Linked DNA regions of Mus musculus: all the other regions are linked to region 5. A link is a contact called in public Hi-C, HiCAR-type and promoter capture Hi-C data. All regions are on one chromosome and are shown on one strand. The core of a region is the stretch at or near the end of the contact, and the rest is flanking DNA. Distances in the headings are between cores, read along the strand shown.

Region 1 (3,860 bases), core at 745-3,244, 1.6 Mb after region 5:
ACATTAGTCACACCTTTGCCTCCTGCTTATCATGAAGTCATTAATTTTAACAGGAAGGACATTTCTTAGAGGAACATGAAAATATGTTCATTATTATACAAATAAGCCTTATGTCTATGGCAGCCACCAATACTCATGGAGGCCCAAGCCTGCTGGCCCTGTCCCTGGGGCAGGAACTGTGTCATTCTGTCCCCACCAAGGCCATGCCAGACATGGCAAATAAATATAACTATATGTCATTTTTCTTAGAGTTTGGCTTTTATTCTTTAGAAAGTTGTCTAATGGTTGTCATGCATTCACTCATCCATTTACTATTAATTAATTCATTCACTATTCATTAAAAAGTCACATTATACCAATCCAAGGCTGCAGTCATAGCAGGCGTCAAAGTGGACAGTTCCCCTGGAGACTTTTAGATTGGTGCAAAGGAGCTGAAGCAAGGATATCAGTGGCAGGGAAAGGGGAGAAATACAAGCAAGGAGGGTGGTGGCCAGTGCCCTGAAGGCAGCAAGATGGTATGGAATTCACTACCAGGGATGAGTGAAGGTGACTGAGCAGCATCCTGGGCAAAGGAGCTGGAGGATGAAGGCATAAAGGAGAAAGGACGGGTTCCAGCAGCACGCCAGCCTTGTGTGCAGTGCTGTAAAAGCAGAGAAGAGTGACCTGCTTGGATTACTCATTTGAAGAACTGTCACATCTACTAACCTGTACTGAATGATAACTGTCATCAGTGGAATTCATACTGCTTTAGGGTCTGGGTTAGAAATTACCCACGTAGTTCCTTTTCTAGGATCCCTAAAGGCATTCGTCTAATGTACATGATAAAGCGTGGAGACCCAGTGGGCACGGGCATCTTCCCTAGAGTTACATAGATGTCACCGCTTGGATGGGAACTCTGACCTTTGCTGTCCTGAAGCTTGTGTTCTTTTCTTGCACTCTGCAGGAAAATCTGAATTTGGATTGCCTCCCTATTAATCGGCTACCAGTTAAATGAAGAATATTGTGTTTGCCTGTCTCCTGAGAACAAATTAGCTTGAGACATACCTGGAAAGACGAGCCTCCTCCCCATATGAAAGAGCATGCATATGACATGGATGTATAGATCCAGCAACGAGTCTAAACAGAAAATACATTTCTGTTTGCAAAGAATATGGGGCACTTGGAATAATCAATTTAAAGAAATATGAGGATCTTTTTTTTTCTACCGCCCCTCCTCTCTCCTCGACCCCCCCCCCCCCCCCTTTCACGGGCTTCTCGGACAGAACAGACACAAACGGGGGAAAAAAAAAAAAAAAAAAAAAAAACACGCAGCCTGGATGCACGCCAGGGAACGGAAGCGCTGCCGCCAACTCAGAAGCGGGCACCTAGGGGGCAAAACCTGGATCGCTCCAGTAGCACCTGGAGGCTTGCAAAAAGCAGAGCACATGCACACACCAGACGGGAAGGGTATGCAACCGCAACACCACCAGCCACATTCCCCACCTCGGGGAAGAGGGTCAAGCGAGACACGACCGAAGTGAACCACGTAAAGGACAACCGAGCGCCTGACACGCCCACGAGGACCACGCGAACCACTGCAAGAAGTGCGCGCGGGTCAGCGCTGGGGCCGGACAGCCGCACCCCTGCCTTCCACGCACCACCGGCATACGGATGGGGAAGAGAGACGAGGGGCCCGCTGGCAGAAAGAGAAGAGCGGTCGCCATTCGCAATGACTGACCATTCGCCATGAATGATGAATGTCCGTCCCTCGCCTGGCGCGGCTTAGGCCCCGGGCCCGAAGAGAACTCAGGAGCACCACATCGATCTAACCAGAAATATGAGGATCTTAATTGCAGTCATTCAAAGAAAAAAAAGAGAAGTTATATAAAGACTCCAAGAATGGGCTAAACTTGGGAGATGGCTGGGATAGAGTGATGTGGATGAAGTGTACAATGACCTCAAGTGGCCTTTCACCAGAGAAGGCTAGGTGGGCGGGGCTGAACTTTAAAACATCACCTGATCTGTTAGTGACTAGGCTCAATGAGTGACGCTGTTTGTTCCCTGACTACTAGGAGTGGATGTTCACTGTATCAGCAGAACAGAACAGAGCTGTGGGGTGAGCTAAGGACAGCAACTCTTGGAAACCGCCTTCAGAAAGCTTTTCCTGCTATTCCGGCAGCGGACGACAAGAACAGAGGCACCTTGCAGGACAGACTGTACTTGTTCCAGTGGGAATCATCCCCAGGGTCTGTTAGGCTGATGTCTGTCTGATATTAGGCACTTGGATTCTAAAAGATGAATTGCTCAGTCAAACTCACTTCTCTGAAACCCTTCGCAAGAAACAGCTGATACAGTCGTGGGTAGCTCTATGTGCTTCAATAATGTCAGAGAAACTATCCTGTGAGAATCAGGTTCAAAAGATGGTGCCAATGTATATGCAGAGCAATGGCCAGGCCATATAGTTATAGAATATTCCAGAGTTGAAAGAGGAAAAGGTGATTTTTTTTTAACTTCTAATGGCTGCCCTGGATACTTCCAAGACAAGGTGGGAGAAGCCTGATATTTCTGACAATATTCTTATTGTGCCTGTTCTTGATTAGTTCTTAAGTTGACCAGCAGAATATGAAGCCCGTGGACTATTGTCTTAGGCATGCAAGAACTGCACATGGAGTTTGGTAAATATAAGAGACTGAAGCCAATATCTGGAGAGATTTTAGCTTGAATGTGAATATTGCATATCTTTAGAACATACTTGTTTTTATTTACCCTTCTTTTTTGCTTTCTCTGACTATTTGAAAACAAAAATGTGGATATTCTTTTTTTTCTTCTACTGACTACTTGAAAACAAAAATTTAGATCCTATTCCCCCAATGATAACTCTGAAAGTAAGCTGAGTTGAAATTGCATACACTTGCCATGATGAGGCCTCAGTGACCTGCAAAAAGAACCTGTCTTTCCAAATAAACCAATGAAAATAAATAAGAGCTGTGACTTAGATAAGTGAGATAACTTGTAAAAATTTTATGTAAATTCATTCCAAGAAGTAAATATCCAACATTATAATTTGATACTTATACTGACATATTAGATGAATACACTATTTGATAACAGTCATTTTTAACTATAAATTGTATAAATTCTACCCATACCATGAAATAAATGCTCCAAGAAAGTAGAAAATAAAGACTAGTTTAAATTTTTTAAATAGCACACATATATTTAACTGCATGTGACTGACTCCTCTCTCTTTTTCTCTGTGTCTGTCTCTGTCTCTCTCTGTCTCTGTCTCGCTGTCTCTCTGTCTGTCTGTCTCTCTCTGTCTCGCTGTCTCTCTGTCTGTCTCTCTCTCTCTGTCTCACTGTCTGCCTGTCTCTCTGTCTGTCTGTCTGTCTCTCTCTCTCTGTGTGTGTGTGTGTGTGTGTGTGTGTGTGTGTGTGTGTGTGTGTGTGTTGTGGATAGCCCTAGGGCTAATTATATTTGATGTCAATTCCTGTGAGAGGCTGTGAACAAGGAATGAGTCAGCACTCAGGTGATTTCTTGTAAACCTTCTTCCCACTTTAATCTGTAAAATAAAGAAGGCCTGATGATTGGGCAGAAAAGGGGGAAAGTGGAGCGGGAAATTGGGAGAAGAAGGAGGTTTCAGAGAGAGAGGATGCAGAGAAGGAGGAGAAGAAGGAAAGCAAAATAGAAGCACATGGCCTGGAGAAACTGCAGGTTCTAAGGGATCTCATAGATGGAGATGGTAGTGTAGCGGTAGATCTGCCCAATCTACGTGCACAGCATGGATTCATATTAACTGAGTTGTGTTTTCATTGCTGGAGCATATTTGGGTTGGAGATTCACCACAACGTACATACGTACATGTGTGTGTGCTACTGTGT
Region 2 (3,711 bases), core at 326-2,825, 1.7 Mb after region 5:
ACTCTACTTCTTTGCATCCCGTGACTGATCTGCATCTCCACCCTTTGTAGTTAAACTCTGAAGGGCTTCTGCTATGGTATCCTTAGGACTTCACTCAGAGCCTGCTTTCTTAGAATGAAGAAAGCCACAACTACTGGAAACAAGACCATTACAGGCATAGATTATTCTAGTAAGATGCAATGGTAGTCTCAGGGAAAACGGAGTTATGAAGGCTGATTGATTGTCCAGCACTGTATCTGCAGCTATCTGGGGTTTATATCTGCTTTTATCTTTATGCTTATAACTTCATGCCACCCACCCTTTGAGCTGTTCTTTCTAGTCTGATCCCTGCATAGACATCAAAGAGTAAAGTCTGCTACATATATATCCTCATAGAAATTTTCTGCCTAAGGCCCTCAGCTATTGAAGCAAAAGATCAACTCCTTACCCTACATACCTTCTTCTGTCCTTCCACATTACTTTTTGGTTTTCTGAATGTTGTCTTCCTGTAGCCCCTTACTAATTATTCATTCTCATCCATCTTTCAAAGTTATACTCAAATGTCACTTTCTGAAGAACTTTTTTTTTTTTTTTGCTGTTCTAACTAGGCCAGATACCCTATCCATAGTGAGGAACTTTTCTTTCTAGAATATGATTAAGCTTTCTAAATGTGTGTGTGTGTGTGTGTGTGTGTGTGTGTGTGTGTACACAAATGGTTAACTCCTGAAAGTCTAGTTTTCCTGAAATTGCATCTCCAGGCCTAGTCTTGTAGAAGCCAGGTCTAACAAACATTTTTAGGTGTCTACAATGCACTAGGCATTATTGAAATTGTTCTCCCTCGTTTTGATTAACATATTAGGACTTGCGGAATACCACTCAATTTATTCACAGTATCTCATAAGCAATATAAACCCCAAGCTTCTAGGACGGCACTAGAGGAATGACTTATGAAAGTCTTTGGAATGAACAATTCTGTCAAATAAACATACTGTTTGCAAAACCGATATCGATTGCCTGAGTTTATTCTTTTCCATTTATGTGCCTTTCGTGTCTACATGCTGAAGTATCACATTCAGTAGAGAGCTAGACATCCAATAAAATCTCAGTAAAGCCTTCCACATATCACAAACAGTATAATCAATATTCTGCATAGAAAGCAACTGAGACCCAGAAAAGTGTTTTGCTGAGGATTGATAAGAGCTGCTAAGACAGCAGCCAGGTGCCCCCCCCGCCCCCCTTTTCTATCAGCGCCCTTGCCTAGACTACCAGACCAGACCTGGGAGGCCTACCTGTGAGTATGAGATTCATGCAGCACATGATGCCCTCTGGAGTTCAGACTCTGAGGAGCCAGGAGACTTCCCACTGCCCCCTCTTTGAGGCTCCGAAGCACCTGAAGGTGACAAAGGTGCAGGTGGAGGAGAACCGGGAGAGCAGGGATGTTGCAAGTGCAACTGCTGCAGCGCTACTGTGCCGGGTTCCCACTACTGTCCTGCGGTGGCCAACCCAGTGCCAGGCGTCCCTAGTCCCCACTGGCCAAGACCAGATCTAAAGCCTTGTAACCTCCTCCCGGCCTGCTCCCTCACTCCCAGCCGGAAGAAAAGGCTCGCCAGGAGGGGGAGCGCGCAGGCCTGAAGGGGGCCGCTTCCTACGCGCTAGGGACTGGAGAGGCTGGTGGCACGCAGACAGTGACAGCCTGAGAGCTGGGAGGGGAGGCCGCGATGAATGATTATATCACCAATAATAACAATAGCGGGGGGGGGGGGGGGGCAGGGGGAAAAAGAATCCCCTTGCCTTGGCTCACAACCAGGCCGTCTATGTTTTCCACGCCCCTTACCCCGTGGAGGGAGGACAAAGCCTGCTACTCCTCTTGACCTCACTGGCCGAGAAGCGAGGGTGCAAAGAGAGGATGGCCACTGCAGGCCGGGTGCCTGGGATCCGCTAGCGCAGCGTGGAGACCCGCTCCTGAAGAGAGTACAGGGATACCCACGGATGCACCCCCCTCAGGCCGAGCTTTCTTCTGGTGATTTCTATCCCTTACATCTCTCCTCAGAGACTCAGCTCGACCCAGATCCTTCCAGGGGCGCGGCGGGGTGGGGGTGGGGGTGGGGGTTGTCCTGCAACGAGGCAGTGACGGCGCTACGGAGAGGCGGAGCGCACCGCAGTGCCTGGGCTAGGCCCTCCGCTGGGGAATACCTCTGTTCCTGTTGGGTCCCGGAACTCTGGTGCTGGAAGGCAACACCAGATCTGCATCCTCAAGTCTCCTACCCAAGGCCCAGAATCTTTCGTCCCATTGAGCGCACAAGAATAGCACCGAGTGACTGGGTATCATTGATAACACCTAGCCTCCCTTTCAGCGTTTACTATATACCTGCCATTTGCGGTGGATACCTTGAACAAAATATAAGTTGGGAAATCTTTGCTGTGACTCCAGACATGCTAGTTGCGCAACTGTAGTATTTAAGGTTGCCAGAAAGCCGTGCTCCAAAGTTGAAAAAAGAAGTAGAAAGGAAGGTAGGGGGGGAGAAAGGAGGAGGGAGAGTGAGGGACGGAGGGAAGGGACGAAAGTAGTTGGGGGTGAACTCCTGGCAGGATTTCCGCTAGTCCTATGGCGGACTACATATCCCAGGAAGCTAAGGGGCCCGGGACGCGTTTTCCACTCTGACCCACTCATCCACTAGCAGAAGACTTTACTAAGACTGGTCACAGCGCAGGCCAATCCTTCTCCTCTCACCTTGGCTAGAACTTGCGACGGATTCGTTCCCAAAGTGATGCTCTAGTGGCAAGAGTAACACAAGTTTGTCATTGTCCGGAGAAAGTGGAGCCTGCGGTTCTTAACCAGGTTCAGCAGAACGTGTGGCATCCTTCTCCTGGACATGCCACCGCTCGGGTTGTGACATTCTTGGGCACAGCATAGTCCCACGCGCGGACCCCGCACGTCAAGCGACACTTTAGGGACTTTGACTGCTGCTAGGACTGACCACCGTCCTCCTACCTACCCAGGCTAGCTCCGTCCACTTAGCACGTTTGCATTTATTCGTGGATCTTCCAAGACTCGGTCTTGTAAATGTTCAGCATTTCGCTGCTTTCCTGCCTTTTTCTGGGGACTGTGCCAGCACTTGCCCAGACCGGCGGAGAGAGGAGGCTGAGCCCAGAGAAGAGCGAAATATGGGGACCCGGGCTAAAAGCACACGTGGTCCTTCCTGCCCGCTATTTCTACATTCGGGCGGTGGATACCTCAGGGGAACAGTAAGTGGAGAAATGACTCCTCAACTATTTGAGATCGCGGTTTAAAATAACTCGAGGGGTTTTTGTTCCTGTTGTTTATTTTGGTTTTGTCCTTCATCTTTATATGCCCCGACTCGTCTTTACTGCTGTCCATTTACATTCCAGAATTCTCGAGTGCTGTCTACATCTGGTTATAATAGACTTTTCCTTCAAAATCAACTTTTCTCTGTGACTTAATAATTCTGAAATATGTATAGTGTAAATAATATTGCTAAAATAACAGCTCTCTTCTTGGCTGTTTAGATGGGAATTGAGGCTAAACAAATCTCCGTTATTTTTAAATGGGAAAACTAAACACTAGAAACTAAATGCATTCAAAATGCAGGAATATTCAGTCCAAAACACTTGTGTTACTAACATGATGACCAGTTATTTTGATTTCCCCCATAACTAAACATAATTTAGAGTACTGGTATATTTGTTAGACTTTTATTAGTAGTAATATTT
Region 3 (3,592 bases), core at 112-2,611, 1.2 Mb after region 5:
CAAGCCCTAGAATTAATAGAATTGACAGAGTCTAGAAAGTTTTCATTCTTAAATGTTGGTGCAGCATTTTTAAAAGCAGACAGAATACACAGTTATTAAATCTTCCTAATTGATATTATGTTGTCAAACAGACTGAAATATCGCACGTAAATGTCTATTAACAAAGACAAGCTCCATCAAGAAAAACTAAGACGCTGTGTGTGTGTGTGTGCGTGTGCGTGTGTGTGTGTGTGTGTGTGTGTGTGTCGGGGTGAGGTAGGGGTGTTCCTTGACTGCCAGCCCACACTTGAGAGTTTCCCCAACAGCAGCTGTATCTCCCTCACTCTACCTTGGCACGCTATTTCTAGCTGCAGCGTTCAGCTTCCTGTTCAAGTCCCATTCTACATTGTAAACACATTCCAAGAAAACTAGACTGCCCAGAGTTCCCTCCTGCAAACAGGGAAATCAGCCCAGCAGCCCCAGGATAGAGAGCCAGTTGGGCCACCACCAGGAGGTGGACCAGAGCAAGCAAGCTTGGCAAGCTGAGTCCCACTAACATAACGCCCGCAGAAGCGGGGATCTGACCGGCCTAGCCAAAGGGCAGCCGCATGGACACCGCCCGAGAGTGGGGGCCCTACCCACGTAGGGCTTTAAAGTATCTGCGGCCCAGTCACAAGCTCCTTGCCGCCTCCCCTGCCGCTGCCCACATTTTTACAGCGACCCAAACAAAGCGAGACCAAGCTGGAGGAAGTTGGCTCTCGGGTCGCCTAGTTGACCCAGCGATGCCTCCTTTTGCTGAGCAGCCTCTGTTCCATGCACCCGCAGCGGGCGGGATGGTCCAGCGTCCCCCCACCGCTTGCTCCCGACGCCTGCTAGCCCCCACCTCGCCCAGAAGTTCCTCCTTGGGTCGAGGGGAGGATGCGGCGGGAAGGCACAGGGCTGGCGTCCCTGGGTGGCCCCATCTTCCTCCCTCACTGCCCCCGCCTGCAGCAACAGGTCCCTCTTTCAGTGCCCACAGACTCCCTGTGCCCTCGGGGTCGGAATCTGCGCAACCTATAAGCGGTCGCAGCCCGGTGCCCTCCTCACCCTCCTGCTAACTGCGCTTTCCTCTCGGGGTCTGTTCCTGGTTCCGCGCCACCTGGCCATAGCTGGCCGGACCAGAGACGCTCCCGCTTCCTACCCTGGCTTGTAGAGGGATGCGGTCGCAGGGCTGGGGCAGGCACAGGAGCTCCGGGAACCGTGGCCCACGATCGCGTGTTCGTATCCCACAGGAAAACTTTGTGCAGGTTCGAAAGGCACTGGGCTCCGGACCCTAGGGCTCTGGTCCTCTCCCTCCTTCTAATCCGCTGAAGCCCAAACTGGTGCTGGCGACGGCAGGGGCTGGGTCGGGACTCCCGGTTGCTGAGGGCTAGGATCGCCGGGCTCCCCCTCTCGGCCAGAAGAAAACTCCGGCTCTGTGTGCGCACTAGGGACGCTGGTGGGGTTTTCTGCAGTAATGCAGAACTGTCCTGCTTTTAAAGGCAGACCTGGAGAGGTTAGGGAGTAAGACAGAAAGAAACCGGTTTCCAGAAGAAGCTGTCCATTCTTATTTCAGACGGAGAGAAAACACCGGCCCCGCCCCACTTCCACAGCTCCAGGTTTCCTTTTAAACCTCCTCCCACAGATGCTGTTTGGTAAGAATTTAAAACACCTCTGAGGTTTAACAAAAAAGAAAGTGACACAGAAAGGGCATAAATATAAGTGAGGAGGGCTCTCCACAGCCTCGTGAAACGCAGCTGCAGGGACTAGACTTTTTCTTTTCTTTTTTCTTTTCTTCTCTTCTCTTCTCTTCTCTTCTCTTCTCTTCTCTTCTCTTCTCTTCTCTTCTTTCTTTCTTTCTTTCTTCCTTCCTTTCTTTCTTTCTTTCTTTCTTTCTTTCTTTCTTTCTCTTTTAAACTCTGTCTGAATCTTTGCACGTTACCCCTCCCCCCCGTGGGGCGGTGAAAGGTAGCTGGTCCCTGGTTGAGCTAAGGCTAAATGCCCAGGAGACCATGAAGGGACAGTAGGAGTTTTTGCCTGCTCCTGGACACCAGGCCTCTGTCACTAGCTGTAGCCCCACCTCCATCCTCCATAGATTTGTGGTCATCAGTTACATAAGCGCAACTCCCCAAGCCCCTCCACAGGTAGAGGATATGACCTGTGGTCACATAGGCTCAAATCTAATCTCTATTTTAATGAGGTACTCTCCCTGTAAAAGGTATTTAATCTCAGGCCCACCCTGAGAAGGGGGGTATGGTTTTACACATCCACTTTCTGCCATGACAATAAATGCCTTAAAACCAAGGACTGCCTCTTTTCTTCAGGATCTGCCGCAGGGAGACACGGAGATGACCTTTGTCTACAGAGCCACTGTGTAATCTTCCATAGAAGGCCTCTCTGTGCTCCCAGCCAGGACCCAAGCCCAAGCTAAACTCAAGCCAAGGACTCTCCCCTGAGACCAGCCAGAGCTCCTCCCTTCTTTCCCCCACCCTGGCCCTGGGCTAGATCCAACCCTCGGGCCCCCACTCTGCTTTCAGCTCTTCCTCAGCTTCCAGCCGCACCTGGATGTCCAAGAGCCTGAGAACCAGAAGACCAGGTCTTATCACAGGCCTGGGGAGCTCCAAGCCAGCTCTGGCTGTCCTGCACCTCAGGCTGTGCTTCCCCACCCCCGGAGCAGAGTCCCGTGGCTTCCCTGCAGCCCAACACCCACCCAGGGACAGTGTGGGGTAAGTCCTGTCAAGATTCCCAAGCGCCGGTGCCCTGTAGTGGAGTGGACTTGGGACCCACAACCCTACATCCCCCTACTCCAACACCCTCCCTCCAAAATAATAGGACAACTTTCTCGACAGCCACATTCTACTTATTAGCAATCTTTCTGTGCTTACCTCAGAATTCAGAACAGAAATGGTGTGGAGTTGAGAGGAAAACAGCAAACCATTCCTTTTTTTCTGTAGACCAGGCTGGCCTCGAACTTGAACTCAGAAATTCGCCTCTCTCTGTCTCCCAAGTGCTGGGATTAAAGGCATGCGCCACCACACCCAGCCACAGCAAACTATTCTTAAATGAGCCTGGTAAACTTCTGACTGGGAAAAGAAGAAGAACACATCCTCATAAGAGAGAATCTTGGAGCGTGAGAGGACCGCTGAGAACCTTTCTGGGAAGATAATCCTTAAAATTTAGCTGTCCCAATTTTAGTTCGGATGTAAAAATAAAGGGGAAAGATATAAAGCGGTTTACACGGCTAACATGCGTAAATATCGATGTGCTTTGGAACATGATGTAGTCCAAGCCAGGGCAGAGGCAGCAGAGGGACCGAAATCCATTTCAGACCCCTTTCTTACTCTTTCTCTTTTCCAGGACACTCTTGTTACCTATCCAATTACAATAGGAGAAAAGACTTAGGTGTTATTTATAGTTTATGGCAGTCAAGTGTACAGGGGTTAAAATAGACGAGTTTTAGAGAAAGAAGACAGAAAAAAAAAAAAGGTTCTTAAACATTCCATCATATTTTGCTGTAATTTGAAGAGACAGGATATGCTAGTGGAAATTCCTCTCCAAACATTTTATAAGTGAGTGAGCCTTTTCGGATACTTGT
Region 4 (3,617 bases), core at 774-3,273, 1.6 Mb after region 5:
CTCAAAGAACCAATAACATCTGAAAATAAATGGGAATTTTCCTTAGTCCTGGAATTAGGTGACTGGAGACTAAGTTAATCCATGTTGTTCATGTGTCCAGTGAGGGTACTATCTGCTTAATACTGCCAATGCACTAACAGATGTTAAGGTCAATAATGAGGAAAAACTAATCTGTTATTTCCTAACATTTTTTTGACACAGACATAAACTGTTTAAATAATACACTCAGCTATTCACATGGTCTAAAACCCAAACAGTTTATTTGGAAAAGTATGTAAATTACAAACCTGAGATAATTGTGGATGATTTATTTATTAGCAAACCGAATAAATTTCTAACACCTAAATTTCAGATATCAGAATTCTCATGATGAAACACAGAAAATTAAATTACAGAAGTAACCAGATTACATGTGAGTGTAGGCAAAATCCCTCACGATTTTCTTTAAACGATCCATTATTTCAGAAGAGCTTAATAACCTCATAAACATAACTTCACACCCCAAATGGAACACAGCCATTTATGAATAATCTACATGGATTACTTTTCATTTGACAACCCTGAATGCTAGGATGCTTAACTTCCTAATTGTTTATAAGGGCTGGAAGAGAAAATAACGTAACTCCTTGATGGTGTTGTCAGCAATACTTTCTCACAAAGATGTGAATGGAACTCTGGTTTATCATACATACTAAGAAAGTGCTCTACCACTACTAAAACCCTTTGATGAGAATTTAAGAACCCCCTCACTAAAAATTGTTCTTCCATCATAAATAATGAAGAAATCCTTAAACAGCAGTGACGCCGAGAAACCACTAGGGTTTATGGTACCCTGTGCAAAGACTTGTAAGACAAATTTTTAATTTTTGTCATTGATGTATTTGGCATAAAATGTGATTTTTCAAAACTGCAAGTTCTCCATTAATTATAAGCTGGGCACATCGTGAAGAACTGACATAGTTTACAGAATGGCATGGCATGCCACCACCTACGGACACACGTCCAGGCATGTACGCACATTCAGCAACTATTTACAGGAATTTCTAGTTTTCATTAAGAAAACTATGTAAAAGTACCTTCTAAGATAAAAGAGGCACTGTGAAACGGGCCGTGGAACAGATAAACGTAAACAAAACTTCAAAATTGGTATCACATTTTCAAAGTGGGAGAAAAACAAAACTCCAATGACACAAAACTAAAATGCACACACCCATCACAGAAGCTGGAGGAAACTAATTCACTATACACCGTATGAACTTTTTTTATTCCAACAAACAAGAGGTAACTATTCAAAAAGGAGGGTGGGAGGGTTCGGAACTCTTCTTTTTTTTCCCCCCCTCTACTCTGACAGAATGACTTCTCAGATGTACAGTACTACGGAGCCTGACGCTATACCAAATTTTATCATTTAAATCTCCTTATTCTCCGCGACAACTCTGTAGCCACTCTGCTGTGAGAACTAAAGCATAGGGGGCACAAAATGGGCCGGCCTAAGGAGCGCAGGCCTGCACTCTAGATAGACAGACACCCAATCGACCCCCAGCACCAAGTCCCGGACGAAGCCCAGTCGCCGAGCAGGCGCTCATCCGGCGCTCCGGAGCCGCCTTGAAGGATACCCACGGCCAGCACCTTGCCCTCCAGCGCCTCCGGGCTGACCCGGTGGCCCGAGCACTCCAGCAGCTTCCACAGCCCCTGCACTCCCATGGCGCAGGCGCTCTCTCTCGGCCGGGCTCGCGGGGCCTTTGTTTCCCGTTAGGATAAAGGACGCGCCCCGCACCAGCACGCAGCGCCACCAACTCACGCAGAGCCCACCGCTCTCCGCCTGGAACCCGCTGTCACCAGGGCTTGAAGGAGGAACACGGCGCTGACGCACTTCCGGAGCGGACCCGGTCTCCCGAAAGAACAGCGGAATTTAAATGTGGTGGGAGGAGCAGAAAGGTTTCAGCCCCAGTACTGGCACGCCTAAAAGTACTGAGAAGCAGCACCGGTGACGCCAGCGCCGAGCCTTCCTCCGGTCGCGAGTGATTTCTCCCGCTGACCAAACGATGAAACCTCTTGGCTTCCAAGTGAACGCGAGGGTTGGGATTCCCGCGTTGACACTTGACACGTAAATCCCACGCCCGAGCACTCCCGAAGTCAGTGTGTGTGGCGATTCGGTTTTGAATCTGTGCCTCTGTTCGGCTGACTGTTAGGCGCAAAAAGTGTTTGCACATATTGGCTTTCTTAATGGAGTGAGGTCTCCTTTGTGCATTTTCAGTATCAGTCTCCCCATTGCCTCCCCAGCTTTGCCGATTTGGCGCCAAGTATTGGGTTCGACAAGAAAAGAACGGAAAGATGAGCATCTTGACTTTGGTGAAGGCAAATATTTTCACAACGTGCAGTAACTGGATGGCAGTACAACGCAGTGCTTAACTTTGAATTTCCTCCAGCATCTGAAACTTTGAGTTCCACAATTGGGAAAAATGACTTGGGGCAGAGTAGAGCCAGGAAAAGACACGATATGCACATTCTAAATCGAATGCAGCCCTTTGAGGCCTTACTATAGAGTTAGCTCTGTGGAGATTACGTTTCTTCAGAATTTCTTCTCCGTCATCTGTAAGCAGTACAAAAGAACAATCTTTTACCGAGCAGAGTGAATATGGGCAAAGCACTTAGCATACAATGGCTCAATTTTGATGGACGGTATTGTAATTATTCAAACCCAGTAAAAAGATTGATAAGAAACAATAGATAGCCCGACATGGTGGCACAAATATCTGGGAGATGGGCAGGAATATCACAAGCTCAAGACTCACATGGCCTTGTCTAAGAAAAAAAAAAAAAAGGAAGGGATAGAAGTAGATAATTTCTGGGGAAAAAAATTCATTTACAGCTGAAGTCTATCAGAAGTCAAATTTTAGCAAAAACGTATCTATGTCCAAACAGGTGGTTTACAGTTTAGCATTCCCTCAATGTGTAAAATTACGGACTTTTGCATTTTAGTAAAGTCGTATTTTACTGAAGGCAATTTAATTGCCTGTTTAATTTTTATCACTTCCAGCAGTAGACTGTAAACATGTTGAAACTGGTATCAATCTTGATGAGTGTTACACCCCTTCCTTAGTAGTGCATAGCGGGAGTTCGTCAATGTTGCTTAAGTGACCTCTCAAGTCTCAGGTCTGATGCTCCCCAGGACATTTTGCATCCTGTGGAAAATATTTGGAGTAGAGGTCATGCAGATGATAGTTCAGATCTTGGCTGGACCGCGGAATTACTATGTATTCAGGTCAGTATCCATGTAGAATTCAAAATTCACGTGTTGAATATAAGTACTGCACAATGTGCCTGTATTCAAAGTGATTTTTAGAAAATGATTGTCAAAACAATAAGGCCATTAGGCACCTAAGGGCACATGAACCAGAACTTAACAAAACCATTTCTGTGTCTGACAGAGTCATGGTCAGTAATAGATCACAAACATGAAGATACGTCTAAGTCCATGGATGTGATTTCTACCTCACCATTGATATACAGAGAGACTATCAGGGTGGCCTCTAATCCAGTATAACGGTTATACTAATAAGAAGGAGTGGGAACATCATAAAGTATGCCCACAAATACAGGAAAGGCCATGGGAG
Region 5 (3,671 bases), core at 318-2,817:
AGGGTAAAAATGAGTATAAGGATGAATTTGAAGGGGCAGAACTGTGACAACTCCGCTATGTCCATTTTATCCCTTTAATTCATAAAACAATGTCAACAAAACCCCGTATACTGGTAAGTATACTGGCAGGGTATTGCGGGAGAGTACACCTTCCACAAATACTATAAATACCTTTCTAAAATAGGGGTATTTACTATTTGCAGTTCACAGTTGCAGAGGGTAGAATCCATGACCATCACAGTGGAGCCCATGATGGGTGTGTGTGTGTGTGTGTGTGTGTGTGTGTGAGAGAGAGAGAGAGAGAGAGAGAGAGAGAGAGAGGGAGAGAGAGAGAGAGAGAGAGAGAAAGAGAGAGAGAGCTGGAGCAGTACAGGAGACATCCCTGTGCAGAGAGCTGATAATGGATTAGGCTTTTGAACCTTTCAAGCCTGCCCCATTGGCACACCTCCTCCAAGGAGGGTCTGCTTCCTAATCCTTCAGGAATAATTGCTCCTCTTGGGGATCAAGCATTCAAACAACTGAGCCTAAGTATCTCTACATTCAGAGTGCTCTGAAAAACTAGCCCTACTACACACCTCTTCTAGATGATACAACGTGGCAGCAACAATGCCAGCTGACAAGCAGCGAACTGAAAGCCACTATTGTAAAAGTTGTGTGCATATAGACACTTTCTCCTACAGATCTAACATCTGTTTTTATGTAAAACTCAAAAAAAAAAAAAAGGAAAAAAGGAGCCTGGTAATTATGATGTTTTTCTGCGGGAAAAAGGCTGAATCATTAATGATTTTGAAGTCCAAAACGTTCCACACGTGAACATTAGTCTGCATGGTCAGACCGGTGCACATACGGAGAGAGTGACCATTTTCCAACCGAGCGGCTCCTAGTCCCTTGTAGACACCTGACCTGCCCCTGTAACCGCCAACCTTCCCGCAGGTGGAGTCCTGGGTGCAAGGCACACAGACACAGCAGCAAAGCCGGGCGGCTCCGGGGAGCTCCGGGTCGGTCCATGCGCTGCGCGGCGCCGCGGACTCCAGCCTCGCAGTCCGACCGTGGGCCGCGCCGCGCCGGGCACTCCCCTCCCCGGCCCGCGGTGCCCGGAGCCCTGTTGACCCGCAGCCTACTGCATACTTGGAATCCACGGAGAACACGGCCCTCCTGAAGTTCAGCCGGCTGCCGCCGCAGCGAACCACGCGGACTCCCTCTTCTACCATCTTCACGCAGGCGCAGGAAGCACCGAGCACCGGCCGGATTACGAACTTCCTTCATAGGCCGACTGGCCTGGCCCTACTCTTCCGCCCGCGGCCCGCCTGGGCCTCTCTAGCCTGGAGACTCTATGGTCGGCTCCACGCCTACGCCGCCATCTTTAGTTTGGGCAGGGTCAAATTAAAACCCTTGTAGAAGGAGTAAAGCCCAACAGCCACGCACAAAGTTAAATCATACCAGATGCCGCTACAGCTATTCGATACAGAAGAGAGTTTTCTCTTCGGCCTCTTTTACCGGACTCTAAAGGTTCCGCCAGAAGCGGAAGTGAACATCCTTTCTCCTACTGAAGCCGTTGCCTTTTCTGTCACTGTGATTGAGCGACAGCAAGATGACGCAGTCACCCTACTCCTATCCCACCCCCCTCCGTTGCCTTTTTTTGGGAGGGGGCGGGGTTCAAAGAGCGTCTTCTTGCAATGGTAACTGAAGTGGGGCGCTTTAGCTCTTTATGGCGGTTCTATGAGCATCGCTAAGTTCCTGTAGCATCTACGCCACACTTGCCAATGCAGTTTCGACTCCAGAATAAAAGTACACCTTGGTGTCAGGGCTCCTGCAGTGATGTCCGGTTTGCTCCAGTTGTTCAGTTCCTGTTGTTCAGAAGCCCTGACTTCTGAGGATGTTGATTCTTTTTTTTTTTTTTTTTTAGGTATTTATTTCAGTTACATTTCCAATGCTATCCCAAAAGTCCCCCACACGCTCCCCCACCCACTCCCCCACCCTCCCACTCCCACTTCTTGGCCCTGCCGTTCCCCTGTACTGAGGCAGATAAAGTTTGCGTGTCCAATGGGCCTCTCTTTCCACTGATGGCCGACTAGGCCATCTTCTGATACATATGCAGCTAGAGCTCCGGGAGGTACTGGTTAGTTCATATTGTTGTTCCACCTATAGGGTTGCAGATCCCTTTAGCTCCTTGGTTACTTTCTCTAGCTCCTCCATTGGGGGCCCTGTGATCCATCCAGTAGCTGACTGTGAGCATCCACTTCTGAGGATGTTGATTCTTAACACTTTGTGTTTTGTATTCGAGGTTGCTGCATATCTGTGTTGAACCGTTCGTTTGTCAATATTTTCCATTGTGCTGGCTCTTAACGACCCCTAAGGAAGGGCATCTGATATCTTAACCCTAACAGGAGCAGATTCTTGATACATTTGAAATTCACCATAACTTTATGCTGATTCATAGCAGGAAAAATATAATCCTAAGGGTCAAAACATCTATAGATCTTTAGGCAGGAGAGAGAGAGAGAGAGAGAGAGAGAGAGAGAGAGAGAGAGAGAGAGAGAGAGAGACGATTAGTTTTTGTTGGGTTCATAGTTTGGGGAGACAGAGCTAGACAGGAAGATACTGATTCTGTTTTTATCTCAAATTTAAAGAGTTTCTTTTTCATAATTATGGTATGCTTTTTCATAGTGGAAGAACATAGTGAGCTTAACCCCCCATCCCACCCTAGACTCTTGATGTCTAAGTAATACATCCTTTAAACTTGGAAACTTTGAGATCGGATATATGCTTATTATATTCTGAGACAATGAAGAAAATAAATGATCAAACTAGTTTTTACTTCAGTTGTTTTACTGTTTGGTGAACTTCGTTTAAATTAAGAAAGAATGAGGCTTTCTGATTGGACAAAGGCTAGTTGGACTACTAAACTCGTGAAAGGATTCTTTCCATGCAAAAATTTAATCTACTAACATTTCCAATAAAATTATAATTTGTGTTTTTATTTCTTTTTGCATGAACATTTAGGAACCAAATTTTCTCTTGACAGCTTAATATTTATCATTTCCTCCTCCTCCTCCTCCTCTTCCTCTTCCTCTTCATCCTTCTCTTCATCCTCCTTTGCATAGAACAGGAACACTGTTGGTGCTAGTGCACTGGTTGAGTAATGTCTTCTTATACTTTGATTTTTCTGTTTTGTCATTGTATTAGTCAGGGTTCTCTAGAGTCACAGAACTTATGGGTAGTCTCTATATAGTAAGGGAATTTGTTGATGACTTATAGTCTGTAGTCCAACTCCCCAACAATGGTCAGCAGCAGCAGTGAATGAAAGTCCAAGAATCTATCAGTTGCTCAGTTCCACAAGGCACACAGGGGAAGAAGAGAGAATTTTCCTTCTTCCAATGTCCTTATGTAGGTCTCCAGCAGAAGGTGTGACCCAGATTAAAGGTGTGTACCACCACACCTGGATCTGCAACTTGCTTTGTCGCATGCTGACCTTGAACTCACAGATTTCCTTGCCTCAGTCTCCTGGGATTAAAGGCCTGTACTACCTTGCCTGGGGCAAAGTTTTTCCACAGCCACTATGCCTTAAGATTTTCCATGCCAAGATCCACGTCAGAAACTTGTATCTCCCAGCCTCAAGATCAGGATCACAGATGAGCCTTCCAATTCTGGTTTGTAGTTCATTCCAGATA
Region 6 (3,691 bases), core at 557-3,056, 1.2 Mb after region 5:
ACTCTAGAACTGTATTAGAAAAGAAGATTCCTGCATGCCCATTCCCAGTTCCATATGGCAGAAATCTCAGTCCCTCTTTATACCTGCCTACCTATTGTCATTATCTTAAATAGAAAAAGTGTGAAGAAGGCTGAGAGAGAAAACTGGTAGACTTAGTAATATCAGACTCATGAAACTTACACTAGCCTAACTCCAGGAACTTAACTCTACACACCCTAGAGGGAGCCTGACTTTTTCATCCAGTAACATGGTTTTTCCCACTGAAAGAAATCTGTCCAATTTACAAAATTATGACTACAAACCCTGAAATTGATGTCCATATTTCTAGAAAAAAAGTGTTTAGCACAGGGACCTTATTCCATACACCACCCATTCAGGACCAGACTTAGTATAATGAACTTTAAAGTTTGCACAATGAGCATAAAGGAAATTTACAGAACAAATATGGCTGGGAGAATGGCTAGGTAGTGAACGGCTTTCTTTCTTTCCTCCCAAGTAGATTCAATCTCCAGCAGAAAAAGGCAGAGGTGGAAGGAGGCAATTAAATGCCAAATAAAACAAATTGAAATAATTTCTCCTAAAGATAATAACAACCCAGGAGAATCATTAATGTTTTTAGATAATTAATAAACTAGATGTGCTTCTCCTAACTCTGTAATTCTGCTCATCCTCTATTAGCAATGGTAAAGTTTCCTCCATGCCCACTTGATGCTGACCACAGATTCTCTGACTGAGGGTCCTCTGTTTGTACATTGACCACTCATCGTCTGGATGCAGAGTCTCACATGGAAATAACAGGAACAGTAGGAAGCCCCTGCAGAAAATAAACTCTATTAGTACAGCAAACACTACAGATTAAGTATTCACAATCACATAGAATTGCTCATATTCCATTTTTTCACTTCCAAAATTGGTATTTCAGGTGATTCACAGGACAACAAAGGACTAAATCCATAATAAATGTCCCTGCAACTAAACATCTTATTAGCCATATTCCAAGACTGTCCACAGCAAGTGTGATACCACTTTGTAACATGGAGCTTATGACAGGCAACGGAACAGAGACACAAAGATCCCACAACATCCTAACTGTGAATTCACACCGAATCACATGAATAAAACCCAAGATTTGGGTCAGAACCTGGGGAACATTAAAGTCTGAAATGGAAAGCTCATAGTGAGTCACTATGCTGCCTTAGTCCTGTCACCAAAATTTCAGCATGCAAGTAGTGTCAAAGACACTTGTTAAAGAAATCAGAAAAACAAACACACTTCTCTTCCTTGCAAGAAATAGTTATTACATGTCACAAAACAATAGCCCAAATGGATAGGCACCAGCAGAGCAGAGCCTGCTTCATCTGTTTTTTAATTCAAACATTCCAGTCCAAAATGAGGGAAATGTCTGTGAAACAAAGAGGTCTTTATTGACACAGGAAAGGCATCTCTCTGTGGGTCCCTGAGGAATCCTTCAATTGCGTTGTGTACAGTAGGCATCTTGTTCTCATGTGAGCACTTGTAAAACACAGCACCCTCTGATAAAAATGCTCTCAGCACAAAATGTAAACTTATTTATCTGGAATCTGACACCAGCCTATTTGCTAAATGGCCCTACAATAAAATAGCTCTCTGGCCATATGGTTCATAAACCTGACACATAACACCACACAGAGAAGTTGGAGCCATCAGTTGACTTCCACTGGCATCTTGCTTTGTTTTCTCTGGCTTTCCAGATAAGCCTCTCCACCGCAGACCAAAGCTGCCCCCAGGCAGATTGCTGATCTGCTGAGTCTGCAGCCAGGCCAGGAGAGCTGTGCTGAGTCACACCGTGGCCACTGTCTGTTCAGTCATCAGCACAAACCACAGTGTCAGCCCTAATAGCTGAGGTTGGTTTTGTAAGCTAAAGCCAGCCATAGGAAAGGGAATATAGTCCAGAAGGCCACTAACATCTGGCTTTTTTGCAATAATTACAAACTCTGCTGCAGAAAGAGAAGAAATAAAACTGCATTTAGTGATCACATCATTTGTATTCCTAAAGGTATCTAAAACCACCAAAGACTTTAGACTCAGAAGAACAACACTTAGCTAATACTGAGGCTCAGTTAAGGTACTACCATCTATAAAAATCATAAATAACTATGCTAAGTTTCCTTTATTGATGGGATTTTGCACAGCAGGTCAGTGAACCTTAGCAACCAGATGTCTTAATTATTTCACTAATTCCAAAGCAAACGATTTTAATCATTTATATGTCATGTTTTTCATCTATAAAACAAAGATAATTTGACTTACTTTTTCAGGATTTTGGTGAAATTTTAAATGAGCCTTCAGTAATGGATATGTGAAATAATAAAACACTCTTGTCATAAACACCCGACTAGATTCTTAAAGGTCATTTAGATTTTAAAGTTGATCATCTGCAATTATGATAGCACTCAACAAGGCAACAGAGGCACAGAAAGCCACAAACAAGTCCTGAGCTCACCCGGAACACTGCCTTGAGGATTCCACAAACCTAAGTAATGAGCTAACAGATACTTAGCAAAGACGCTTAGCAGGCTTGTTCATCATTGAAATTAGTCAGTGTGTGTAAATCCAATACACTAGGAAGCAACTAAGAAAGCCACAAGCAATCCTTCTGGAAGTGTGCTGAGGGCACTGATTTCCTTGGTGTTACCTTGTTCTGTCAGCTGGAGGAGCACACCAAATAACAACAATGAAAGGAGTGAGCAACGAAACATTTCTCTAGACAGGCAGAATGCAAGGATCCATGGGAAATACAACCTGAAACACAATTACGGTACAGAGCTAAGCTCAGGATATAAATACAAACCTAAAATTCATCTTTGCCATAAAATGGATGTCTGTTTGGAAAGTGTGGGGTTTCCTAATGGTTCCTGACAGTAGACACTTCTCTATGGAAAGTTATCTATAGAATATTTATAGATTTATAGAAAAATATCTCAAAGATAGACAAGGTAAAAATCTAAAAATCTTTGAGATGTTTTTGCTATGCTGGCAGGATAGCTAATATGATATACTCCACATTCTGAAATAATTCGGTACAGATACAGATACTGGTCACGCGTTCATCATGAACATCCAACATGAGACAACATACAGTGTGAACTAGCCCCAAATCTGACCTTACACTACATCTTCAAGGTGGTTTCATTGATTTTTAAGATGCATCATGTTTTAAATTAGGAATTGAGGTAAGAATGGAGACAACCCATGGGTCACAGAATTCAGTCCTTCTCTTGGGTCACATACTACAAACGCATCAGCCAGCTCTCTCTTCACAGAAATCTTTGGTTTAGTTATTTGAAAAAGAGACATAGGGATGCGAGTGATTCACTGGGCCAGAGTATAAACTGTGAGTTTCAGACGTTCAGGGATCTCTGTCCCCAAAAGGGGCAATTCCTCTACTGTTCCAGTTGTACTACTTGTCAATGTTGTGGCTATGACATGACACTTATGTTTCTTCTATGTCAATGCTCTCTGCTGCAAGAGCCCACCTGCAGAGTTTCCTTAGAGATCATAAGGCATGATACTAAGTAATTTTCAGGAGTTGGGTATCAATAGTAGGCTTCTTCAACTCAGGATAGAGGCCTACCATTAATCCAGACTGAAGAACAAAATACTTCAATCTTCATGACTCCTTTGGCTATACCAGTCAAAACCCTTAATTCCT
Region 7 (3,568 bases), core at 417-2,916, 2.0 Mb after region 5:
TCCCTCCCTCCATTTGACTCAGTTCAGTACCATCTCCTTCCCCTGTCTATGCCCTTGACTATGTGTCTTTGTCAATGGAGACAAACAGGGAAGAACATGAGGAGAGAGACTATTTTATGGAGGTTTTTCATGTTTCAGCAGCTTGCTTCTTTGGAGCTCTCGTAGTAATTATAATCCAGTTGCACTCCAGAAAACCCCATCAGAGCAGATATACCTACCCAGCTCCACAGCCCCTAGTGCACAGGGAATATCATTCAACTCCATTTCCTTTCCTGGATGCACTTAAGATATACACCATAGATCTGTACAATGTTACAGACAAAAGGGTATGCATTTATTATGACAATTTCCTGACAGATGGATGGAAGGTATCTTAAGGAAAGAGGACTTTTCTGATTCTATCAAATACCCTAAGGCCTAGCAGAACATGTGTTTCTGAAGACTCTTTGTATGCATTCCCTTAGGATATAGCTTGACAGGTACAATACAGTACTGGGTGATACAGTCCAAAATCAACTGATTAATTCACCATTTCCTATCACTATTGCTCAAAGCAAAGTTTTATGGGTCACTTTTAGGAACCTCTGTGTTCTACACTATTAATGTAGTTACTTTTGACAAGAGTCTGCCTATTTGATAGGATGTGGAGCTTTTGCTCTAAATTGTCCTTTCAATGGATAGTTTTTAGTTCTTAAAACTCACCAGAAAATTCCTGAATTGGAAATGACTTACAGATGGAGACATGAAAATCCAGAGTCACAGTCTCCGGTCTATGTTCTTCCCTCCTTAACCATGCAGACATCCCAACATTACAGTACACTCATACAATCTGAAGATGGCAACCCTTTCTTCATAGGTCTTCAAGCAGCCCTCATGTTTCTATCTTTTATCAGGGTTGTTATGAATGTGAAACTGTCTGCCAACACTGAGTCTCATTAATATTCAAACATCTGAGAGGAAAAGTACCTCAGATCTCATTGTGCTATGCTTAAGGAGAAGACATAACCAGAGCATTCTGTCTCGCTTTTGGTAACTATGATCAGGCAAAGTGTCTGTTGTTCTGAAATTATTCCCATACACTTTGTACCAGAAATGATCCCTGCTCATTTCTGCTGTTCCCACTGCAGTGTGGTTTGTCCTAAATTCCAACGATTAACAACCTCTTCATGATAATATACCCTTCATCTTTAAAATAAAGAAAATGAAGAGAAGTGTTGTCGATTCACCGGCGCGTTTGGGATTTATCACTTTCCTGCCTTGCAAAAAGAACAGCTAAGAAGGCAACTTACTAGCCCCGCACTCATAGAAACTCAACTGTTCACTGTCAAGACACACCAATTACAGCAAACCAGTTCTTCATCTCCAACAGCGCGAGGCCACAGCCCAGCCGGCCGTGTAGGACTAAGAACGCGCAAGCGCCCTGCAAGTTGCAGGCGAACTTCCGAGATCCGCGCCAAACGTCGAACGCTACCCCAGCAGCGAAAAGGGGGCAAGCACACTGGGCTGCGCATGCGCGCTCCGAGCCACCCACTGTGCCCACCCATCCCTGGTTGATTGACACCATCCTGAAAACTCAGGGATTACACTGCGCTTGCGGGGAAAAGGAGGATGAGGGCGGGGCACGGCTGTGGGCGGAGCCGGAGGCCGGGACCCAGCCGCGCGAGCGCAGTGGTTTAGCCGGCAGGAAGCCGGGCGCGCGGGGGTGGGGCTGGTGCACGGGGGCGGGGCTCGGGCCGCCGCGCATTGTGCTGCGGCTGGCCGGCGCGGCAGGCCCCGGACCCGAGCGGTTCCCGGGCATGGTGAGCAAGGGGCTGTTGCGCCTTGTCTCTTCAGTCAACCGCAGGAGGATGAAGCTTCTGCTCGGCATCGCGCTGTTCGCCTACGCCGCCTGTGAGTGCGTGCGCGGTGGGCGGGAGCCCATTCATTCCCGCGCGGCGGGGAGCGGGCGCTGCGGCCGAGCAGCAGGCTGTTCAGGGCCGGGGACCGGTTCACAGCTTCCACGAGGCTGAACTTGTGCTGTGGAGCCGCTGGCCGCTTTGCTTGCTGCCCGCTTCCGCGTAGGCCCGGCGTCGGACCGGTGGCCGGTGTTGGGGCCTTTGCCCGGGACGCGGTGGACACGTTCCCCGAGCTGTAGACACTGCGGACTCGGCCAACCTCGCAGCGCCCGCCAGCTCGTACTGACCCGAACCGCTGTGCTGTGCTGTCCACAGCACCCAGGGTTAGGGTTAGGGTGAACCTGGAGAGTGCGGCGCGGGGACATCCTTGGGGACGGTGCTGGTTAAGTAGGATAAAAATATTATAGCTATTGGCAGGGTCCCTGCTCCGACTGTTTGCTCCGCAGGAAAATTACTCAGCAGCTGAGTGTTGCCATTCTCCGTGGATGCCCTGTGTGGCCATGCTCTGATATCCTGTCTCACACTCCCCGCTCCCCACTCTCCTCCCGCGCCACCAGGTACTCCTCCAGCGTGTCGCGGAAGGAGGCACAGCATAGGGGGCAGGCGGGGCGGGTGTCAATTGGATCCTTAGCCTGTTTATCTTGAGGGGCCCTCAGCTTCTCAGAGAAGGCAAAGTCTAGTTTTTTGGTGTTTGTTTGTTTGTTTTTGCTCTGTGCAACTGGATATAACAGCTATTACTACTTTACCAAGTACCAAAATTGGGCTAAAAATAGCTCTCAGAGTGAGTGAGCTCCTTCTGAATCCTGGCCACCCAGGCAAACATACTCGAATGAAAACTGCTAAGTGATTGAGTTTCCAGGGTCTGATTCCCAGGTGAGTAGGTACTTTGGAACGTGGGTTCAACTGATGGGATGATGGTGTTAGTAGGATGCAGACTGGCTGCTACAGCTCAGCTGTTGCAAGAGGAGGAGGAGGAGGAGGAGGAGGAGGAGGAGGAGGAGGAGGAGGAGGAGGAGCAGGAGGAGGAGGAGCAGCAGCAGCAGCAGCAGCAGCAGCAGCAGCAGCAGCAGCCAGGAAGCTCTGGAAAGGCTTCTGGTTGCTAGGAGAAGTTTTAGATCTGGGTGGCTTGGTAGATTTGATTGGTTTCAGCAAGGAAGGAAGAATTAACTTCAAGTGTGGTCTGTATTGAAGAAGATGATTATTCAAGAAAAAGACCCCTTACAGCTGAGTAATTATTACTGTTTTATTAGTAATGCCTAAGTTAGCTGAGTGCTTAACTGTATGTATAGGTATGATCCTTATCCTGCCAGGGGTAATACAGGTAAATATGAATAGTAATAGTGTTTTATGGGTGAGAAAATTAAAAGCATGAGGGATTAGCACCTTTATCAATCTTAGAGGGCCAAGATTCATTCCAGCCCGAAAGGCAGTGATCTGGGTCTAGAAGTCAGGTCTCTGGATAGCAATTTCAGGGCTGATTTACTTAGGGAGGGATACCGAAGTGAGGCATAGGTGTTTAGAATTGATAATAGGGAATTTATGAAGCTATAGCAAGAGTTTTCATTTGACCATCATGTTTCTCTCAGTTGTTAACATTGTCAGTTGTAGACAGTGGTAACAGGGCACAGCATGAAGTGCAGAAACATCAGGGTTTTGCCTTGATGGTACAGAAC

What was found. Promoter capture Hi-C pulls out the DNA fragments that hold promoters and counts their contacts. A called contact is a pair of places that touch in the nucleus more often than the background predicts. HiCAR-type assays count read pairs that join an accessible place to other places. Capture Hi-C pulls out chosen DNA fragments and counts their contacts.
Region 1: a contact with region 5 is called in a promoter capture Hi-C map of liver, with 4 times the contacts expected there. The contact joins the enhancer-like site here to the promoter of Wdr75 in region 5. A contact is called at or near these places in 5 of 39 promoter capture datasets (cranial neural crest, liver, maxillary cranial neural crest and 2 more) and 3 of 115 datasets of contacts at active chromatin or transcription factors (astrocytes, embryonic stem cells and pro-B cells).
Region 2: a Hi-C map of uterus shows a contact between it and region 5, with 4 times the contacts expected there. The contact joins the promoter of Bivm here to the promoter of Wdr75 in region 5. A contact is called at or near these places in 14 of 39 promoter capture datasets (the 3T3-L1 cell line, 3T3-L1-derived adipocytes, the HPC-7 cell line and 9 more), 11 of 484 Hi-C or Micro-C datasets (LSK cells, cerebral cortex, cortical neurons and 3 more), 11 of 115 datasets of contacts at active chromatin or transcription factors (cardiomyocytes, embryonic forebrain, embryonic limb bud and 6 more) and 2 of 9 other capture datasets (adipose tissue and embryonic stem cells).
Region 3: a HiCAR-type map of astrocytes shows a contact between it and region 5, with 4 times the contacts expected there. The contact joins the promoter of Gulp1 here to the promoter of Wdr75 in region 5. A contact is called at or near these places in 8 of 39 promoter capture datasets (the 3T3-L1 cell line, cranial neural crest, frontonasal cranial neural crest and 4 more), 1 of 15 datasets of contacts at CTCF or cohesin (the NIH/3T3 cell line) and 3 of 115 datasets of contacts at active chromatin or transcription factors (astrocytes, embryonic limb bud and embryonic stem cells).
Region 4: a contact with region 5 is called in a promoter capture Hi-C map of embryonic stem cells, with 8 times the contacts expected there. The contact joins the promoter of Ercc5 here to the promoter of Wdr75 in region 5. A contact is called at or near these places in 16 of 39 promoter capture datasets (the 3T3-L1 cell line, 3T3-L1-derived adipocytes, the C10 cell line and 10 more), 6 of 115 datasets of contacts at active chromatin or transcription factors (astrocytes, embryonic stem cells, fibro-adipogenic progenitors and 3 more) and 2 of 9 other capture datasets (adipose tissue and liver).
Region 6: a contact with region 5 is called in a HiCAR-type map of astrocytes, with 3 times the contacts expected there. The contact joins the enhancer-like site here to the promoter of Wdr75 in region 5. A contact is called at or near these places in 4 of 39 promoter capture datasets (the 3T3-L1 cell line, cranial neural crest, hippocampal neurons and 1 more) and 2 of 115 datasets of contacts at active chromatin or transcription factors (astrocytes and embryonic stem cells).
Region 7: a promoter capture Hi-C map of liver shows a contact between it and region 5, with 3 times the contacts expected there. The contact joins the promoter of Uxs1 here to the promoter of Wdr75 in region 5. A contact is called at or near these places in 4 of 39 promoter capture datasets (cranial neural crest, liver and pre-B cells), 1 of 484 Hi-C or Micro-C datasets (CD4 T cells), 3 of 115 datasets of contacts at active chromatin or transcription factors (astrocytes, embryonic stem cells and large pre-B cells) and 2 of 9 other capture datasets (adipose tissue and liver).

What each region holds. Positions count from the first base shown.
Region 1 is chr1:44,196,630-44,200,489 of GRCm38.p6, reverse strand. No RefSeq gene overlaps it. Among named protein-coding and RNA genes, the nearest start is that of Mettl21e, 20 kb to the left of the region's middle. Within about 2 kb of position 1,994, at least 32 of the 459 cell types and tissues checked have an H3K27ac peak or open chromatin away from gene starts, as enhancers often do. A contact at or near this core is called in liver, where this site is marked.
Region 2 is chr1:44,117,832-44,121,542 of GRCm38.p6, reverse strand. It overlaps Bivm (basic, immunoglobulin-like variable motif containing), which reads right to left and starts at 1,575. Exons shown (of 10, transcript NM_144558.4): 1 at 1,269-1,575. It overlaps Poglut2 (protein O-glucosyltransferase 2), which reads left to right and starts at 2,770. Exons shown (of 10, transcript NM_023645.3): 1 at 2,770-3,225. The coding sequence starts at 3,044.
Region 3 is chr1:44,549,440-44,553,031 of GRCm38.p6, reverse strand. Gulp1 (GULP, engulfment adaptor PTB domain containing 1) reads right to left here and starts at 1,361. Exons shown (of 11, transcript NM_028450.3): 1 at 1,160-1,361. It overlaps Gm39635 (a long non-coding RNA gene), which reads left to right and starts at 1,575. Exons shown (of 3, transcript XR_865406.1): 1 at 1,575-1,652; 2 at 2,322-2,723.
Region 4 is chr1:44,146,150-44,149,766 of GRCm38.p6, reverse strand. Ercc5 (excision repair cross-complementing rodent repair deficiency, complementation group 5) reads right to left here and starts at 2,023. Exons shown (of 15, transcript NM_011729.2): 1 at 1,617-2,023. The coding sequence starts at 1,704.
Region 5 is chr1:45,793,062-45,796,732 of GRCm38.p6, reverse strand. It overlaps Wdr75 (WD repeat domain 75), which reads right to left and starts at 1,567. Exons shown (of 21, transcript NM_028599.3): 1 at 1,129-1,567. The coding sequence starts at 1,211.
Region 6 is chr1:44,583,081-44,586,771 of GRCm38.p6, reverse strand. All of the region lies in intron 1 of Gulp1 (GULP, engulfment adaptor PTB domain containing 1), which reads right to left. Among named protein-coding and RNA genes, the nearest start is that of Gulp1, 33 kb to the right of the region's middle. Within about 2 kb of position 1,806, at least 110 of the 459 cell types and tissues checked have an H3K27ac peak or open chromatin away from gene starts, as enhancers often do. A contact at or near this core is called in astrocytes and stem cell-derived epiblast-like cells, where this site is marked.
Region 7 is chr1:43,825,937-43,829,504 of GRCm38.p6, reverse strand. Uxs1 (UDP-glucuronate decarboxylase 1) reads left to right here and starts at 1,666. Exons shown (of 15, transcript NM_026430.4): 1 at 1,666-1,890. The coding sequence starts at 1,797.